2 separate regions of the Canis lupus genome follow, and region 1 is linked to region 2. A link is a contact called in public Hi-C data. All regions are on one chromosome and are shown on one strand. The core of a region is the stretch at or near the end of the contact, and the rest is flanking DNA. Distances in the headings are between cores, read along the strand shown.

What was found. Hi-C and Micro-C count contacts between places; a contact is called where the count stands out from the background.
Region 1: a contact with region 2 is called in a Hi-C map of blood, with 3 times the contacts expected there. The contact joins the promoter of HECTD4 here to the promoter of NAA25 in region 2. A contact is called at or near these places in 4 of 9 Hi-C or Micro-C datasets (amygdala and blood).

What each region holds. Positions count from the first base shown.
Region 1 is chr26:10,277,569-10,280,882 of UU_Cfam_GSD_1.0, forward strand. It overlaps HECTD4 (probable E3 ubiquitin-protein ligase HECTD4), which reads right to left and starts at 1,548. Exons shown (of 77, transcript XM_038575137.1): 1 at 1,325-1,548. The coding sequence starts at 1,501.
Region 2 is chr26:10,023,023-10,026,469 of UU_Cfam_GSD_1.0, forward strand. It overlaps NAA25 (N-alpha-acetyltransferase 25, NatB auxiliary subunit), which reads right to left and starts at 2,007. Exons shown (of 24, transcript XM_038575133.1): 1 at 1,869-2,007. The coding sequence starts at 1,926.

The sequences.
Region 1 (3,314 bases), core at 298-2,797, 250 kb after region 2:
AGAATAGGCCCAAATGAGGCATAATAAAACCATAATCCCATGTTAGGAATTCCCTATCAACTTCTTCCCTTTTCGGTGGCCAAACTGAAAAATAAGTCAATTAAGAGTTCACAATGGGAATACTGCAACCTCAACCTCAAACCCAGACACAAAACACAGTGGAACGCATTCGCATCTCAAGCACGCCCAAACGCCTTGGCGAACGCGATCTGATCACTACCGTTTCCAGAAACACACTGTAATGTATTTTAATCCATTTCTATAAACGTTCCTTGTGCTGAAAGCCAAAGTGCATGCAAAACCGCAAAACACAAAAGATTTTCGCATTCCGTTTTTAGCCAGAAGATAGGCCATCCTCTCTGCGCCCTACCCTAGAGAGTCTTCCTTGCGACAGTAGGAATGACACCCCATGCTACCTACACATCAAAATATCACCCCAAAGTGGAGGGGGTGCAGCGTCAGCATCGGCTGGCCTGGATGAAAGGATACTGCCAGTATTCCCACCTCTGGGCAAACATGAAACCAAGTGAAGTCAGTGGAAAGTTCTCAACAACCGAGATATTTGGTTTCCTTCTGCTCCAAACCCAGCAGCAGCAAAAATGCGGAGATTTGCTTTTGCACCTGCCACGGCTCACGGCTTCCCGGCGACTCCCGAGCTCACGAAAAAGGCCTTGAGGCCTAAAGCGCCCGTGACCCCTTGCGGAGAGCGCACGGAGGGCCCCTGTAGCATCACCCTCGCTGTCCACACCGCTCGCTTCCCTGACAAAGGCCCCGTGTCGGTCCGAGGCACGACACAGAGAAGTTACCGGTTTGTCCATCACGGACCGACAGCTGCCAATACCCTCCGGGGGTGGGGGTACCGGCGAGGTGGAGATCAACATAGGACTGGCAATGAGAAAGGGAGAGGTATACAACGTTAAAATTAAAACGTCCCCAAAGCTAAGCAACCTGGGTGTGCCCTGCAAGTGAGTCCAGAGGGCTCGTGGGGGAGGGGAGAGAGCCGGGGAGACGACGGTGGCTCCTCCAGGGCGTGAAGGCCGTGCCGAGTGACAGTCTAATAAAATGCTGGGTGTCAGAACGCTCAGAATGAAACCACAAATGCAATCCCCCGCGAGCTTGAGGCCCTGAGGAGGCAGGGAGGCGGGCGGGCTGCGGATCTGCGGCCGCGGCCCCCCACCTGTCCGCCCTGCGCCCACACACCTGCCGGGGCACACTCTGGGGAGCCTCGGGGTGGGGGTGAGGCAGAGGTGCGATGGCCCGAGCCCTGGGGTGCGGGGCGGGCGGGCTAATGGGCTGGCAGAGGCCGGGGAGCAGCCTCGCTCACCTCCAAGTCGGTGTCGGCGGCCTCCGGGGCCCCGAGGATCTCGCTCGGCAGCTCGGCTAGGTCGGTGACCCGGATCAGCCCGTCGTGCAGGAAGATGGTCTCCTCCTTCACCGAGAGCCACTGCGCCGAGTCCGCGGCCGCCGCCGCCGCAGCTGCCGCGGCCGCCGACGAGCCCATGGCCCTGGCTGAGGGCTGGACGGTGAGGGGCAGCCGCCCGGCCCGGGGGAAACGCGAGCAGCAGCCGCCGAGATCACCAGTCCATAGCAGCAGCAGCCGCGCCCGCCTGCAGCGCCCCGCTCGCCGCGTCGCCCGTGCAGCTCCGCCCTAGGCGGTCCGAGCCGCCATCCCCCCACCCCCGGCCCGGGAGACCCCGGCCCCGCCGCCACCGCCGCCGCCCTGAGGAGCAGGACCCGCCTCTGCCGCTCGGCAGCCAACTGTCAGTAAGACGCCATGTTGGGGGCGGGGCTCCCGGCATGCCCCGCGGAGCGGACAATACAGGCTCCGCCCCCCGCTTGGCCCCGCCCCCAGGCGGCCCGGGCCTCCCAAATCTGCAGGACCTCTATGCCTCGCCTTTCGATGGGTCTTGTCCTCAGACTGACCTTCCCCCTCGTTCTACCTCTAGCCACCCAGGGGCGCCCGGGATCTGCCGTGCGCCAGCAGAAGAAGCCGCCGCCTCCCCTCCTCTCCCTCCTCGGGTGTGCATCCTTCGCAGGGGCCAGAACGCCCCATCCTCGACAGAACTTAGAGGTTCATTTCCTGCTTTCATATTTAAATGAGGTATATGCAAAAATTGGGCACAGTGAACACTTGTTCATAAGCGCTCGGTAGAGCCTCACAGTAGGTGCTGCTTATTTTACTAAAGTGTCTGGTACTCCATAAGCACTCAAAACCTGATGAAAATAAAGCACCGGTCACAATGCTTGGTGCCCAGCATCTGGCACTTAATAAGTGCGACCTAGTGGGAGTTGAACTATTGTTTTCTTTTTTTTTTTTTTAACTATTGTTTTCTTTCATCAGTATTCAACACTGATTGACATGCATCTTAAAAATACGCCCGCCATCCCATTTTATTAAAACAATAGAGGAAAGAAACGTGTGTAGAGAAAAATGTGTGGGAGAACACATTCCAAATTGTTAATGTGAATTGCCATGCAGAGTGGGACTGGTCTGTAATGGTTGCGGTGAAGATTGCTGTCTTTGTACTGCACTTACAATTTTATTTTATTTTTTAAAAGATTTTATTTGTTTATTCATGAGAATACACGGGGGGGGGGGGGCAGAGACACAGGCAGAGGGAGAAGCAGGCTCCATGCAGGGAGCCCGACGTGGGACTCGATCCTGGGACTCCAGGATCACACCCTGGGCTGAAGGCAGCCCTAAACCGCTAAGCCACCAGGGCTGCCCTGCACTTAGAATTTTTAAAAAAGCACTCATTGATATAAAAGGACTTGAAAATGTATGTACACACACACACAAACCCATGCACACAGACGTTAATAGCAGCTTTATTAATAATTTTCAAAACTTGGAAGTAACCAGGATGCCCTTGAGTGGGTGAATGGATAAACTGAGGTCCATCCAGTCAATGAAATATTATTCAGAGCTAAAAACAGGAATGACTATCAAGTCATGAAAAGACATGGAGGAAACTTAAAGGTGTATTACTAAGTGAAAGAAGCCAATTTGAAAAGGCTACATGTGGGGCGCTTGTGTGGCATCCTCAGTTAAGCAATTGACTTGGTTTCAGCTCAGGCCCTGATCTCAGATCATGAGATGGAGCCTGCATGGGGCTCTGTTGTGAGATGGAGCCCCATTGGGCTCTGCGCTCATCTGTAGAGTCTGCTTAGGACTCTCTCTGCCCTTCCCCCTCTCTATAAAATAAATAAATAAATCATTTTTAAAAAGCTACATACTGTGTGATTCCAACTATAGGACATTCTGGAAAAGGCAGAAAAAAATCAGTGGTTGCTAGGGCTTTGGGGTGTGGAGA
Region 2 (3,447 bases), core at 757-3,256:
GCTATATGTATGTGATAAATCCCTGAATTCTATTCCTGAAACCAATACTGCACTGTATGTTAGCTAACTAGAATTTAAATTTAAAAATAAAAGTACTGAATCTTTTTAATGGCGGGGGCCTGGGGCACCTGGCTGCTCAGTAGTAGGAGCACGCGACTCTTGATCTCAGAGTTATGAGTTCAAGCCCCACAATGGGCACAGAGATTACCTCAATAAATGAATAAAACTTAAAAAAAATCTGCAGGCAGCTGCTGTTGCAGAGAGTCATACGTAATACGCCAAAAATTGTGAGCCCTGGCTGGATTCAGTTCCTACTCTCAATCACCCTTATTTCATCCTTGCCTTCTGAAAATATATACTGGAGGGTATGATAACATACACCATGAGGAAATGGAAATAGAGTCCTACCTCTGCCACTCAACACACCTGTGTGACCTTTGGCAACTCAGTGTCTTCAGCTCAAAGTGAGGTATTCTCTAGCAATGGTTAAGACAGTAAGCTTCGGACACTGGGGTTCAGATCCTAACCCCATCAAATGTTAGCTGAGTGACCTCAGGTAAATTAGACAACATGAACAAAGTCCCATTTTTCTCATCTGTGGGGGAAAAGGAGGAGGGGGTGCAGAATTGGAAAAAACTATCCACCTCATGAGAATGTGTGAAAATTAAATGAGATAAGCCATGTGAACGGCCAGTCGCAGAGGCGACATAGTAATCAGTCTATACACATTAGCTTTTATTTCCCACCTCACAGGGTTGTTGCTAGAATCAAATGAGACATGAGTAAAGCATCATACAAATTTATAAAAGCAGGACCAACTGTACCAGAAATAAAGTTGCCCCCTCCTCCAAAAAAGTTGAGTGATCTCAGCCATGTGGAGAAACCTCCATTTACAGTAACATCTACACTATAAACGCGAGGTCTAGTTTGGCAAAAACCACTGACCTTGAAGCCTTCCTTACCATTAAGAGAGACCAACCACCCATGAGAGAGAGGAACTACCACAGTCCAATTACAGAACATCTCAGTTATTGAAAAGGTGTTCCTCCCTGACTCAAATCTGTTTTTCACAACATCAAGGATGACATCAAGGTCTTAAAGCCTGGGGTGAAGAGAAACGTTATGGAGGAGGATCTATTTTACAAGCACATGGGAAGCTGCAGAGAAAACCAGAGAAGCTGCGGAGAGGAGAAGCCCTGCAGCAGCCCTGCATGCCCCTCTGACAAGAGCTAACACGGTCTCTTCACCGCTATTTTGGGCCCACGACCCCCACCCCCCCACCCCCCCACCCCGCCTCCCACGTGCGCCCAGCGCAGCTGTTTCCCCACCAAACGGCTCTGGATTGGGGGCCTCGAATCCGACCTGCTCCTGGCTCGATCTGGGTGACCTTACATCAGCCCTTCCCCTCTTTGGGTCCGTTTTTCCATGTGCACCGAGCACAGCTAGTCAGACCACCCCCTAGGCTCGATTCTCGTAAGTAAAAACTCTTTAGTGATGAATTTTCCCTCAAGTAGTGTCGCACCCTCACGCTGGAGCCAGCTTTCACCTGGCTCGGGATCCACCTGAGATCCTGAGAATCCCTTGGTGCGGCACTAACAACGCAGCCAGAGTGTCTCTCAGGGCCTGCAAGTCAGGCCAGCTCTGCCGACCTGACCCTGCCTGGACCGCGCCGCTGCCAGCACAGGGCTCAGGAAGGCCCGGCCGGCACCTACGCGAGGCCCGTGGCTGCGGCCTAGAGGTCCGCGCGGCCCGCCCCCCGCGCCCGCCAGTTCCGCGCCTGCCCCCTCAGCACCCCTCCTGGACCTTCGCCCCGGCCTCAGCAGCCCTCGACGCGTCCCGCCGACAACAGGCTGGCCCCAGACACTCACCGTAAATGGGCCGGAGGCGCCTGTCGTTAGGGTCCTGCACATGGCCCCGCGTCGCCATGATGACAAGCGCAGAACCGCAATGCGCACGCGCGGGGCAGGCCCTCGGGAAGGGGCTGTTAAAGGGCCAGCGCTGATCTCGCTCTTCTATCGCGATAGTCGCGGAGCTGCGACTGGACGCCCCGCGCGGAGAGGGAATTCCCCGGGACCCCCGACCCCTACCCGCACCGCAGTGGCTTCTCGGATAGGAAACTTTCCTCCTTTGGCCTGATGGAATCGACCTGGGTGGAACAGACGGCTGTTGGTATTGAAATCCCTTCCGAATCACGTACTGGTGGGTAGTGAGGAAAGGAGGGGAGAAACTCGTTCAAAACTGGGGCTCGGCTGCTCCTGCTTGTCGTATTTATCCTCAGTGTCCAAGGAGGACCAGCCAGACTTGTCTTTGACTAACTGTTGAGGAACCAGAAACTCCTCTGGGAGATTGACCCAAGGGACAATAAGGAAAGGGGGGCTGATCAGGGGTGCCTGACTCGCCCAATAGGGAGAGCATGCGACTCTTGATCTTGGGCTTGATAAGTTCAAGCCCCTGGTAGGACACAGCTTACTTTAAAAATGGGGGGGGGGGGGTGCCCCTGGGTGGCTCAGTCGGTGAAGCGTCTGCCTTCGACTGAGGTCATAATCCCGGGGTCCTGGATTCAAGCCCCAACCCGGCTCCCTGCGCAGGGGGGAGCCTGCTTCTCTCTTTCCCTCTGCCTGCTGCTCTCCCTGCTTGTGCGCTCTCTCTCTGTCAAATAAATAAATAAAATCTTAAAAAAAAAAAAAAAAAGGGAAGGGGGTTGTGGAATGCTGATCAACAGTAAAAATCTGCCTGAAATGTTCAGGATCCCTTCACCCCTCATCTGGCGTTTAGCCAGCTAAAAAGCATCCTAGATTAGTAGTAATCCAGTCAGTTTGTCAATTATACATCAGTAAAGCTGGAGGGAAAAAGTAATTCAATGCATAGAATACATAGTTATTGAATACCAATTATGTGCCCTGCTTTGTTTTAGGCCCGAAGGCTACATCAATAGAGTTTTCATGGAGCTTTACTTGTGATGGGAGAGACAAAGAAAATAGCAAATGAGGTGGTGATAAACGATTCTGGGAAAAGTAAAACAGGGACAGGGGAGTGGAGGAGGGAGGCAATTGTATATGCATAATGTGGTCAGGGAAAGCCTAGTTGAAAAAGTGACAGTTGTCAAAGACTTGGAGTAGGAGGAGGAGGGAGCCATTAGGTGTGCTAGGCTCAGTAGAGTCATAACCTAAGGTAAGGCCACACTAGTCACTATGATTCAAACTCAGGTCTTTCTGAGAACCAGGGTGATCCTGTGCACTACAGTGTCTCCAAGTGTCAGCTATGACCAGATAGGGTTGACACCTTCTACTGATGTTCCTTCCCTCTCCCCTTCTGAGCTTTTTAGCATCCAAGAAAATGATTCTCCAACTTTAGTGCTCATCAGAATCCCTTGGGGAACTTGATAAACATTAGTTTCCTGGATTCTACTGCCAGAGATGCTAATTCAAACAAAGAACCGCTCTTTGA